2 separate regions of the Gossypium arboreum genome follow, and region 2 is linked to region 1. The links are chromatin contacts, called in public Hi-C maps. All regions are on one chromosome and are shown on one strand. The core of a region is the stretch at or near the end of the contact, and the rest is flanking DNA. Distances in the headings are between cores, read along the strand shown. Region 1 holds the start of LOC108487072 (protein farnesyltransferase subunit beta). Region 2 holds the start of LOC108489356 (serine/threonine-protein kinase BLUS1-like).

Region 1 (6,857 bases), core at 1,612-4,111:
TTTTGAAAAAGCTGTTAAAAGTGAAAAATAGATGAGAGAAATGGATGCAAAAATAATACAGAAAAATAATACATGGGAATTGACCCAATTACCAAATGGAGCAAAGAAGGTAGAAGTGAAGTGGTTTCATAAAACCAAATTTAAAGAGATTGGAGAGGTGGATAAATACAAGGCTAGACTTGTTGTGAAGCAGTATTCGCAATGGTATGGAGTAGATTATACTAAAGTATTTGGCCCTGTTAATTGTATAGAAACAATTCGAATGGTTGTAGCATTTGCAGCTCAAAGAGGTTGGACTATCTACCAATTAGATGTGAAATCAACATTTTTGCATGGTGAATTAACTAAAAATATTTTTGTAGAGCAATCAAGTGGTTATGTTCAGTTGGGAAATAAGGGGAAGTTGTATAAACTAAAAAAAAAACTTGGAGTTAAGAAAGCTCCACGTGCCTCGTATAGTCGAATAGATGCTTACTTCATAAATGAAGGATTTGAGAAATGCGATTATGAACATACTTTGTTCATAAAAGGGCTAGACATGAAAACGGTAATTGTTAGTTTGTATGTTGATGATCTTATTGTTTATGGTAATGATGAGCAGCTGATAATTGAGTTCAAAAATTCTATGAAGAATGAATTTGACATGACAGATCTTGAGAGGATGAGGTATTCTCTTGGTAGTGAAGTGTTACAAAAATCTGATGGCTTTTTTATCAATCAAAATAAGTATACATCAAAGGTGCTAAACCTTTCAGAATGGATAAGAGTAATTCTGTTAAGGTTCTATTAGTCTCTGGATTCAAGCTTTCAAAGGATGAAAATGAAGTCAAAGTGGATAAGACTTACTACAAGCAAGTTATTGGTAGTCTTATGTATCTTACTACAACATAGCCGAACATGATGTTTATGGTGTGTCTTGCTAATAGATACATGAAAAATCCTATTGAGCTACATTTGCAGGTGGTAAAATGAACTTTGAGATACTTGAAGGGTACTACTAAGTTTGGAATCTTCTATAAGAAGGGAGGAGAATATGAACTTATTGCTTACACTGATAGCGACTATGTTGGAGATATAGAAGATAGAAAGAGTACCTCTGGTTATGTGTTTTCATTAAGCTTAGGAGCAATTTCATGGTCTTCTAAAAAGCATCTAGTAGTTAGTTTGTCCACCACAGAAGCTAAATTTATTACTGCAACATCATGTGCATGTCAAGCAGTATGGTTACAAAGGGTGTTGGCTAAATTAGACACAGGATCAGCTAGTAGATGTGATGACCAAACCTCTTAAGTTGGATTAGTTTTGTAAGCTGAGAAGATTCTTGAGTGTCTGTGCAAAAGCTGACAAAAACTAAATACTTAGAGTATTTTTAGTTCAAGAAATGAATTGTTAGGATTTGATTATATGTTTTTAGGTTGTTTGGATAATAATTCCGGTTTCTTTAAAGATAGTTATTTATTTGATTTATTCAAAGTTGTTGAGTCATGGTCTCCTTTTCTTTCTCTTTTCAATTGTGATGTACAACTATAAAAATCTATTTTTTCTTTCAATAATTCACATATTCAATTCTTTTCAAAATTCTCTTTACCTTATATTACCGTACAAACCCCAACTAACTTATAAATACTCTAAGATACCACTTAGTAGAGGAACTCCTCCCTATTCTTAACCCTAATACACTAAATCTTCTGCCACATTTGCTTGAGACCCTCTACCTTTCCCTCTCCCAACCCTAAAATTTACCTCTTTTTCTATCTTCGTTGATACTGTGTATCAACACTAATCCTTTAAATGTTTGAATTTAGTAAGTTAAAAAATTAAATTAAATTTTAAAATGAAAAACTGATAATGGATTTGGATATCCGAATCCAAATATATTTGTTGATATAATGATACAACAAGCGAGGAGTAAGGAGGTGGATGTGGTGGTGACGATGAAAATCGATTCACCTAGTCCGGGTGGAGAGCTAGAGGTTATAAAGAGTAGAGATGGAGAGGGTTTGATAGTGAAGCTATGAAAGTAAGTTGGTAGGGTGTATGCTAGTATATTTGGAGAGCCGATCCTTTCTTCATCGTCTATTGAGGCATTTATAGGCAAAGGTCTCGTGCAGGATGGTATTAACATTTTAAACTTGCCATCAAGCCATCATTGCAAGATGCATAGAGCGGATATCTTCGATGGGACGAGGATGTCTGTGATGAAACAAATCTTGTCATTCACTCTGATTTGGTGGTATGGAGCAGTTGAACTCACGTGGGGTTTGGTGACAAAAGAGATCACATTTTTAATAGAAGGGCAGGTGTTTGGAGAGATGGGTGGTCATCTTTCTTGGACAATTACCTTTCGCTCTTCTGGTTGTTTAAAACAGAAGATCTGATTTCCTGGCAACCTTCCAGTCGGTAGTAAGTAGAGTGTATCAATCGGTTGGCCTTCCTACCTACCATGTATCCTTGTTCGTGGAGGGAGCTATAACAATATTGTTTGCAAAAATATTGTAAATTTGAATGATGGATTTTAGAATCTGAATTCTCAAAACTAAAAAAAATTTTATATAATAAATATCTATATTTACTTTAAATCTATAATTGGTAGTAGTTAGAATATCTAAAATTAAATGTTATTTAAATATTAATATCCCAATTTAATGAGTAGATATGAAAACCGATAAGTGTTGGATGCATTAATAAAGACATTATACCCTTAAAGAGAATACATGTTTGAACTTTGAACATAATATTACTAAGAGACAATCTCAAACCCCGAATACAGACAATAAAACGGACAAAGAACATATGTTTAGATATTCACAAATATTTGAACTAATGGGATGGATAAAGGTAATCTTCTGATGGAATAACTTCGATGGAATAACTTCGCATTACTAAGTGTCACTAATTATCTTATCTCCGTTACCAAACAGTTAAATTCTCCCCCAATTTATTTTTTCCTTTTTTCTTTCCTCCTTTTTTTTTTTCTCTGCAATCAAAGCGAGTTGTCAACTCAGTGTCTCAGTCCACTGATCACCGGTGCCGATTTTGAAACCATGGAATCGTTCAGGAGTTTAACCGTAACTCAGCGGGATCAGATATTGGTTGAGCAACAAGTCTTCGACATATTCAAAACGTTCTACAACCTGCCTCCGAGTTCTCAATCCTTCATGTAAATCCCTAAAGCCCTAAATTTTAGAAACTTTTTTTTGTTTTGGATTTTATATTCGACTTTTTCTGACAGGTTGGAGCTTCAACGAGAAAATCATGTGGAGTACTTAACGAAAGGATTAACAGGGCTCGGTCCTTCTTTCTGCGTATTAGATGCTAAGTAGATCACTTTTTTAGCTGTTTTTTTTAATCAGTACTTCAATTGATTACAATTCAAAATAAAATTGTAATTTTTATTGTTTAATCTGCAGTCGTCCTTGGATTTGTTATTGGATACTTCATTCGATTGCTTTACTGGACGAGTTTGTAGATCCTGAATTGGAAGATAATACTATTGATTTTCTTAGTCGTTGTCAGGTAGCCAAATTTCTGATATGCATGTGTATATACATATCGATCCAACTTGAACATCATTATAAGTGAAATAATCACGTTAGCATTTGCTGTTATTATTAATAATTTGGTTTGAAGAATGGTTGTTATTACTGAGTTACTGAGGATATGGTCTTAAACACGGCATAAAGATTTGCATTGCTGATCTCAATGAATTGGAAAATGCTTTGTATGTTCTGATTATCAGTTAGAAGATTAAAACTAGCATTGCAAGTGGATAAGTTGCATTTATTATGCTTTTCTATTCCGATATATTACTACAGAGTATTTTCTTGGCTAGTTGTATGGTTGCCTTATGTTGGAAGAAATGCATTACTTAAAGAAGTCTTGTGCTTATGCACATTGATTGATATGCCATAGTGCGTGTGCCCTACTCCATGTTTTACCAGCTTAGAGCTTGTGATACAAGCATGAGGAGATAAAACCACACATGCTTCCAATAGGATTTTGTTTTTGATTAAAATAAGGTTAGGAATCTTTAGTGAAGATTATGGTAAGTTTAGATTGTGTTAGGACTTTATAAGAGATTTACTTAGGATAATATTTGTAATTCAGTCGTATCTCTTAAAGTGTATGATTGGTTGAAACATATATTAGGAGTTTAATTTCTTTTAGTTTACTTAGGACTTTGACATATAGATACTTGGTTTGGCCACCATTGTTAAGGATGGAGATTTAGGTTTAAAAAACTTTCATCATAAGCCTTTTTCTTGTCACGGTTGAGTAATTCACCCTATTTTTCTCTCCATTATCCGTTTTATTTATTCCCTAACATGTTATCAAGGACAAGTTATCTGTTATTAGTTACTAGTTATCTAGGAGTGTGGTAGGGAACCTTCTTATTGTTGTTGCTAGTCGCAAGTTGATTAGAGTTGGTATAGAATGAACTATCATTCTTGTTTTTCCATGAAAAAAATGTTTCGTTTTTCTGATTTGCTAAACTTGGAGATTCAGAGTTTTCTGGGGTCTTGGTTACATATCAACCTGGTGCTTCCAGTTGGTGCTGATGGTGCTCAAGCTCATTGCGCACTGGCTAACTATGTTGCTCTTTTCTTTTTCTGAATGGTTATCTGATACTTCTTTGTATATTTGTTCTTACTGCTGACAGGGTCCTAATGGTGGTTATGCTGGTGGACCTGGACAGGCAAGTAAAATTTTGGATATGATCATTGTTAAACTCTTACCTACTGTCTTCTGTATGCTAACAGTAATTAGTGGAGATGGCCTATTCTCGAATGATTCTTATTTATATGAAACATTCTATTTTGCTGTGTGGGTATCCTCTTACCGCCTTTCAAGTTATATTGCATTTCAATTATATATGAGAGAACTAAATGAATTTAATTTAATTTTCCAGATGCCTCACCTTGCAACAACATATGCTGCAGTCAATTCACTTGTTACTCTGGGTGGTGAAAAAGCATTGTCATCAATTAATAGGTGGTCAGGTTATGCAATAATTGAATTTGAAGTTTTTATTGGAAGCTATTTAACAGAAGTTTGCAATTTCCTTCAGAGAAAAACTGTACATGTTTTTGCGGCAAATGAAAGATGCCAGTGGGGGATTCAGGTATGACACATTTCTTCGTCTTTTTTCAAGTTTGAACCCACCTTCTAGTGGATATCATGAAATTTAATTTTTTCTTTGAAGTTGCTTCACTAAGAATGACTTTGTATCTGGAGGTTAATGTTTTGTGTAGTTGAATCTATCTACATTTAAGTATGTGGCATCATGTTCTTGGTATGAGGAAAATTCAACTTGTTTGTATCTTTGTCCTTGAAACAAGTATTTGGACTGTAATTTTAAGCATTTTTAATGATTTCTTTCGCAGAATGCATGATGGTGGAGAAATTGATGTTCGAGCATGTTATACAGCCATCTCAGTAAGTATGCAGTATGCTGAAAAGTTAATAATATCACTGTTTTGTTTGGAAAACTCCACTAATTATTATAGATCTAATGTTTCCTTTGGTTGCATATGTATAAATATATTATCGGTTTTTGTTTTTAAATTATGTACCACTGTTTTCAAGGTTATTCTTTGTGATAAGTCAGCCATCTTTGTTGACCAGGTTGCAAGTCTCCTGAATATTTTGGATGATGAACTTGTTCAAAATGTTGGAAATTACATCTTAAGGTCAGTATCTAGCTTTTACTTTGCTTTGAGGTAGTTATTTAAGGCAGCTAATCTGTTTTCCTCCTTTTTCGTCGTAAATCTATTTTAGGTTTAGTTGGTTTCCATGTCTGCTTTCTACATTTTGTTGCTGTTAGTAAGCGCATTTATTTGATGTGGCATGCATAAAAAGCCTCGTCTTAGGTGCTTCAAGGTTGGAACCTCTACTCATATTTCTCATTCCCAGGAAATCAAGGTGTTTTTATTGTAGTCTTCACTTTCTGTTGTTTTGAATTGTGGTAAACTTGAATGCTTCTCAGGACTGAGTGATGCGCTTTGGTTAGCATGAATATACACTGTTATAACCAAGGAAAGCTCTTACTGTAGCCAATAGCCATGTCGTCTGTCAGTAGTAGTGTTGGCCACTTTGTTTCATTGACCAGGGTCCATCCTTGGCAGCGTTGAATACCGAAAGGAAAAATGAAGACTCTTAGTGTCCCTATTAGTACATGTTGTCGTTCTGCTTCAATGGCATCACAAGACTTAATCTTCGACATATACTTCAAAATAATATTATGGGATGGGTTGGCCTTGGATTGAATGCATATTCTTAATGATTACTTGAGCTGTGTCTTGATTCTTATTGTGTCATCCATGTGACTGAAATCATTTATTGCATCTTTTTGAAGTTGCCAGACTTACGAAGGTGGCATTTCTGGGGAACCTGGTTCTGAAGCTCATGGGGGGTATGTTCTACTCTGCTCTCATCTTTGCATGTGTTTCAAATTATAAAATTATTACTTATCCTTGAAATTTGATTCATTGTTTACTTCCTCATGAATACCATATATGTCGTTTTGGAATTCACAATACTCAATATGAGTCTCCTAAAGTTGTGTTAATTTGTTCATCAGGTACACCTTTTGTGGGTTGGCGACAATGATTTTAATCAATGAGGTCGATAGTCTGGATTTGTCTGGCTTAACTGTAAGACCATATCATTTCACTTCTTTAAGTTTGTTAGCTTTCTTTGTACTAACTATGATAGCATTCTCTTGTGAGTATATTAATAATAAACATGTACTTTGAGTTCTATAGGATTGGGTTGTTTTCCGACAAGGAGTGGAGGGTGGATTTCAGGGCAGAACTAATAAACTGGTTGACGGTTGTTACTCATTCTGGCAGGTGATT
Region 2 (6,857 bases), core at 2,534-5,033, 140 kb after region 1:
GGTAAACATATGCAAGCCCATTTGGGAGACTACTCAACCCACCAACCACTACACTCCACCCGTACCAGCCATACACTCCATGTGGGAATAGCTCAACCCACCTAGCCCAACACTCCACATTTGCGACTTTCACTGCTCAGATTAATCGAAGAATTGAGGCAAAGCCTCCAAGAAGTGGACAAGCCACTTTCGATTTCTTCCGTCAATATCCCGGTCCCATGCATCGAGATAATAACAACATGGCATGCGATAAATAACAACATCAAACATGCATTTAGGTCAATTTAACCCTAGGGGTATTTGGTAATTTATCTCCTGGGGTAAAGCGTAAATTTTCCACTTTTAAAGGTATTTCAGTAATTTATCTATTTTAGGGTTTTCATGCATATTCTTACTTTTCACGTACTAATGTAATCACGTCATCGAGGGTTCTTACCGAATTGGGCAGATTGGCCCATCATTCAAATTTTGGCCCATTAAGCCCAAAAATATCGAGGCATAGAAATCATGCACTTTGCGGTCAAACATTGCAGCTTACCAAAAACATTAATCGATTTACCTCACGAGCATTCGCTTTTCGCAAATCTACAAAATACCGTTTTCGACATTTCGACTTTTCGGCTTTTGCCGATCTAGACTAAGAAAGAGGGTGTTAGTTACACACATTTGCTGACGACGATATGTCGAGATCCACACACGAACCGCCTACAATTGGATTACTAACACGTTAATCTAACTATTCAATTACAAACTACATATTAACCCCTTACAATATTCGCCAACCACACCTACAGATCATTGTAAGCTTATAAGAAAACAATAAGCAACTCATTAACAAATTTTTGTCGGTGTTTACCACATAATCATAATTTCACTGCAAGCTGTCTTCCGAGCGACAGTCACTAAATCATTTATAAATGGAGCTACGAAACTCCAAATCAAGTTCCGTTAATTTTCCTTGAAAATAGACTCATATATCTTCTATCCATAAAATTTTCAAAATTTTTGGTTTAGCCAATCAATACCAGATTTTTCTCAAAGTTTCCCATGTTTCACTGTTTGACTAATCTGACCACTCTTCATTTCGAATCAAATTTTTCATTGTACAGAATTCAAAATATGTTCTTGTTTATTTCATTAGAAACTAGACTCAATAAGCTTTAATTACATAATTTATTCAGCTTCTAATTCATCTCCCACAATTTATGGTGATTTTCCAAAGTCACGTTATCTGCTGCTGTCCCAAGCAGATTTATTACCAAATCACTCTTTCATACACCTATCTTGCATGCATGTTATTTAAACATGTATATCACCAATCAATCATCACATATCTATGATTTTTACTTAAGCATAATCTCCATTTCATCATTTCAAAGCACAACATGTTAGCCGATTTTTCCCTTTAGCATCTAAGGCACATGCATGCTCATTTGTTTGGCTCAACTTCATATATCTTCCATTTTTCATCAAAAGAACATGAAACAACAACCATTTCCTTCATTTTAATTCATGACCAAATGCTCACAACACAACTAAAAATCAAAATATACTTCAAGAGTTAAGGTAGAATTAAGAAGAACTCATGAACCTCAAAATAGAAGCAAGGTACCAAGAACTTACCGTCAATTTTCCTCCTCCTAATGACCAAATACTCAAGAGCTTTCTCCTCTCCTTTCTCTTCCCTAACTTTCAGCTATGATGAACAAAGATGGACAAAACTTTGTTCTTTTCACCCCTTTTTCTTTTAATAAAACTTTATATTTCATCCATTTAATTCTTTAATACAAAAGACATGGAATTCTTATCATGAAACATTTACCTAACCCATTATCATGAAACATTTACCTAACCCATTATCATGGAACATTTACCTAACCTATTATCATTGAACATTTACCTAACCTATTATCAATTTGTATCAATTTGTACTATAAATTATGGATATCAAATGTACATTTTGTCTACAACAACATGATGGCTGGCCACTTCATGTAAAATGGGAGGTTTGTCATGCAAATCCTCCTATTTTGCACTCCTATTTATTTGGCCACTTCAATTTAATCTATAGCATTTTCAAACATTTTCACATAGGTCCTATTTCATAATTTCACCCCCTTTTTCTTATGGAACAAAAATTAACTAAAATTGTCGGGTTCTATCTTAAGTTTGGGCTTTCTAGAGGCCCACTAACATAATTAAACCTATGCCAACATTCACAGGATTCCCGAAAATTGGGGTGTTATAAGACGCACCTTCCTCCAAACGATGAGCATAAAGACTTTGCTTCATATGCAACTTGCTTGTTAGAGTTTTCGACATACATAATTGTTCTAGCCTCTTCCATAATGCAGCGGCGGTCTTCTCTTTCATCACATCCTGCAAAATTTTGTTGGAAAAATGCAGATTAATTGTGTTAACGCCTTTCGATCCGTACGCTTCTTATCTTAGTCTGTTAATGTCGAAGGCATTTTATCTATCCCTAGCAGGGTATCCTCCAGATCCATCTTGCAAGAACTGCTTACATCTTAATTTGCCACAATGCAAATCTGGTGTTGCGATCCAACAACGGAATTTTATACTTCAAAAACGCAATTACCATGATCGAGATAAACAACCCGGAAGCTCTAATACCAATTTGTAAAAAAAATAAAATAAAATAAAAATAAAAAACACACAGATTTTTACGTGGAAACCTTTTCGGGAAAAAACCACGGGCAGAGGAGAAGAAAATTCACTATGTCGAATTCGAATACAATACAAGAGGAATAGACTATGTCTATTTATAGGCTTGTAAAGCCATATTCTAGTAAGACTGAAACACCTTATTCTAATCAATATCAAATAGATAGAATTTAATAAGGTTTAAAAGACCTTATTCTAAAATAAAATAAAAAAAAGTGTAATTCGATATGGATTCTTCTTTTATTTTATTTTACCATTGTATTTTACTTAAATAAGGATTTGAGTCACTTAATTCTAATATACAAAAAATATTTTTAAAAAAAAATTATATGGATAAAGCACATCTATTGAGCACCTCGATGGTTGTACAATCATTAGATGTGAGTAACGATCAATTTCGTTATTTGAAAATGATAAAGAATTTATTGGTCATGAAGTACCATATCTAAATGCCATAGAGGTATTGATCCATTCTTAATTAATATACTAATGGTATAATTTTTTAATTCCGTGAGCAGGGGAAAAATTGTATACATTCTTAATTAATATTTAAAAATAAATAAACGAGATAGATTGTGATTTCTTAATCACCAATATAAAATTATGTAAAATTGTAGTATTGTTTTAACTTTAGTTATGGAGCTAATATATTTCACTATAAGTATACCAAACACTAATCTTCAAATTAAATCGATCTGATCAATCAAATCACTACTTTAAGATACAATTTGTGTGGACTCAAGTTGATTGACATTAAATTTAAGATTCGATCTTCGTGTTTAAAGTTTATTCTTTTTTCTCATTTAATGGTTGTTATATTATTACTTGTTTGAATTTAATTCAATTTGACTCGACTCGACTCAATTTTTTTACCACTAATATAAGCGAATGATGTATAAATCAAGAAAATTATTGAAGCCATTTTTTAGGATGACACTAGGGTTGACCAAGGGAGGCAAAACAGGTGATAGCAATCACTTATCTGATAATTTGGCCCGATAAAATCACGGAACCCGCCCCAACAACGATATTTTCACCTATTAGAGCGAGAACCCCCAAAATCTCATCTAAATCGGGTCGGGTCCCACTTAAATTGGCATAATTTTTGAACTTGAGCTTCTCCTCTCATAATAATAATAATAATATTTTTTATCTGTATTTTTAGTCTGCGAAAAAAAACAAAAAGAGCTTAAAAAATTCAAAAAAGGAAATTATTTTTACTTATTTATTTTCTTTGCAAACTGTGAAACTTGGAAGATTCGATCCAGGGACCTGTAACTCGAAGATTTTTTTTAATTAAAATAATTTTTTTATTTTTTATTAAAGTTTATAATATTTGTCAACCAATAATTATCATCGCCAAATCGTCATCGTTAGAGACGTCTTTGAGAAGAAGAAGAAGAGGAAAGAGGAGGAAGAAGAAAATATCTGAGAAAATTGAAATCGAGTCTTTAATCGACTTGAGGTGGTGCTGTTGGGTTTCGATTTGTTTAATGCAAATTTTATATTCTGTTTTCAGGTTCAGCTCTGATTTGAATCTGCTGAAACCCTAGGTTTGTATCAAATCTGTGAATAAGTTTATCTTGCTTTTTTTTTTCTTCATATGTTTTTATGAAATTTTTTAGTTATTTGAAATTGATGAATTTTGGTTGTGCTTTTAGTATTAGATTAGTTGTTTTTTAGAGGTAATGTGGAAGCTTTGGAGAGATTTTATGAATGCTATACTATTTTGATAGTTAACAGTCGCAATTTAGGCTATCTGAACTGTTGTTCAAAAGCTGAATTTTCTGATCAAGAACTAGTTATTTGAATTGATTCTTAAAATTAATTGTTGCAAGGATGGGTGTTGAGTTTCCATGGTTTTTATTAGAAATTTTTCTTCTATATCATCTAATTGTTTTAATTTCTATAGGAAGGTAATTTTTGCTTATTGGTTTTAATTGCTTTGGAAAAAGGGTCCGTTTGTAAAGAAGAATTAATTCCATTTCTTCTTGGGGTTTTTACAGGTTAAAACTACCCTACTACCAACTGCCTTCCGTACATCCTTTTAATTTTTTTGGTTAGTTTAAACAGAATTTTGGTTAGCTTTCGAGTGCATCTATTAGTTTCTTGCCATACAACATTTGCTATTCTTTAGGTTTCTATTTGCTATCTGGGGAAAACCACTTTTCTCATAGGCTTTGCTGATAGTTCAATGACAAGAGTACTTGGTTTGATGTGCAAGGTCTTCTGTGCTGTTAACTAGGATTGGGTTTAACTGGATCTGCATGCAATGGAGCGGACTGGATAAGCCTATTACCTTGATGAAGTCCATGAACTAGTAAACTGTTGTGTGCTAAAGAAGAGAATATGCTACCAAATTGGAAGAAGCTCCGCATTAGGTTGACAGTCCAATCTTTAGTTGAAAGTTTGTTTTTGTTAATTGGAACATATAAGAGTAAAGAGGGTGGGTGGTAATGGTATGCTGTGAAAAGAAGCTATGGAGCAACCTTTTGAGAAACGTTTTCCAGTCAATGCAAAAGATTATAAGTTATATGAAGAAGTTGGAGAAGGTGTCAGTGCCACTGTGTACAGGGCTTTATGCATTCCACTTAATGAGATTGTTGCTATCAAGGTTCTTGATTTGGAGAAGTGCAATAACGATCTGGTAAGTACGGTATTTCATAATCTATCACTTGGGAAGCATGTTTACTTATGATTTCTCTTTCAAGTCCCTGCAACTCTATGGCATAAAGAGTTCACATCATTTTAAGATTTTTGATCATGAATGATGCAGGATGGAATTCGTAGAGAGGTCCAGACTATGAGCTTGATTGATCACCCAAATTTATTACGGGCACATTGCTCATTTGCTACCGGTCACAACCTTTGGGTTGTGATGCCATATATGGCTGGGGGGTCTTGCTTGCATATAATGAAATCTGCTTTTCCTGAAGGTTTTGAAGAGCCTGTCATTGCTACTTTGTTGCGTGAAGTTCTTAAAGCTCTTGTTTATCTTCATGCTCATGGGCACATTCACAGAGATGTGAAGGTTCCTTATTGCCCTTTCTTCTTTTACTTTTATGCCATGTTTTTCTTCTTTATTTCTGCAAATAGTTTATATTCTGAGACCAACCTGGTTATTTATGGACTGTCTTCAGTAAAGATACAGCTTAAGCTATATTTTCTTACTATCAATATGAATAACTTATAGTTCTTATCATGTAATTGACAATATACGGAAAGTGGGGGAAAATTTGCTCCTTCATTCCGTAGAGAAACCTTATGCTGATACCAGTATACTATTGAATCTCTTAGGGTCCATTTGGATAGGTGTTGAGGCTGGCTCTGGTGAGAGTGAAAACAATGATAGGGGTGAGATTGGATATCGTAGCATTGAGTTTAAAATTAGTGGTGGTCTATTACTTCAATATGATTTGTTCTTGTTGTTTCTTTGACAAGGAGGATGCCAGTTGTGCTACATATGTTGATAGCTTACTGCCTGTTATTTTGCCCTTGTTCCTTCCTACTCTTGTTCAGAAAATTTCTCTTTTATTCTTATATACATTTATAACTTATATTTGCAGGCGGGTAATATCTTAGTTGATTCTAATGGTGCGGTCAAGTTGGCAGACTTTGGAGTATCAGCATGCATGTTTGATACTGGAGACAGACAGCGTTCTAGAAATACTTTTGTTGGAACTCCTTGCTGGTATTTGTTTTTCCTTGGCCTTTTGACTGTCAGAGATTGTAATCATGTATTTTACTATGGAAATTCAATTTTTGAGAGCTAATGATGACCACATGTGTCTTCTTGTTTTTATATCAGGATGGCTCCAGAAGTTATGCAGCAATTGCATGGTTATGACTTTAAGTGAGTTGATTGCCTCACTAATCTATACTTTTTCATTGCATTTCCTTTATTCTTTTCCTTTGTTATACCTTTTAAATCATTCTGTTTCCTCTTCTTTTCTGTTTACAGAGCGGACATCTGGTCTTTCGGAATTACAGCTCTTGAACTTGCTCATGGCCACGCCCCATTTTCCAAGTATCCACCAATGAAAGTAAATATCAGTTGTTTGATAGTTAAACCAGTTGATTATTATTTGTATTTTGTTGTCATTCTTTTAGTTCTTACTTTAGTTGTTTAATCCCATTTCTGCTGCAGGTTTTGTTAATGACCTTGCAAAATG

What was found. Hi-C and Micro-C count contacts between places; a contact is called where the count stands out from the background.
Region 2: a Hi-C map of leaf shows a contact between it and region 1, with 2.0 times the contacts expected there. The contact joins the promoter of LOC108489356 here to the promoter of LOC108487072 in region 1.

The regions. Positions count from the first base shown.
Region 1 is chr9:8,664,437-8,671,293 of ASM2569848v2, forward strand. It overlaps LOC108487072 (protein farnesyltransferase subunit beta), which reads left to right and starts at 2,862. Exons shown (of 14, transcript XM_017791299.2): 1 at 2,862-3,160; 2 at 3,233-3,319; 3 at 3,411-3,516; 4 at 4,661-4,696; 5 at 4,910-4,992; 6 at 5,069-5,122; 7 at 5,385-5,436; 8 at 5,626-5,690; 9 at 6,356-6,412; 10 at 6,581-6,653; 11 at 6,765-6,851. The coding sequence starts at 3,045.
Region 2 is chr9:8,807,693-8,814,549 of ASM2569848v2, forward strand. LOC108489356 (serine/threonine-protein kinase BLUS1-like) reads left to right here and starts at 3,784. Exons shown (of 22, transcript XM_053018504.1): 1 at 3,784-4,150; 2 at 4,692-4,744; 3 at 4,931-5,332; 4 at 5,462-5,716; 5 at 6,252-6,376; 6 at 6,494-6,538; 7 at 6,647-6,728; 8 at 6,833-6,857. The coding sequence starts at 5,165.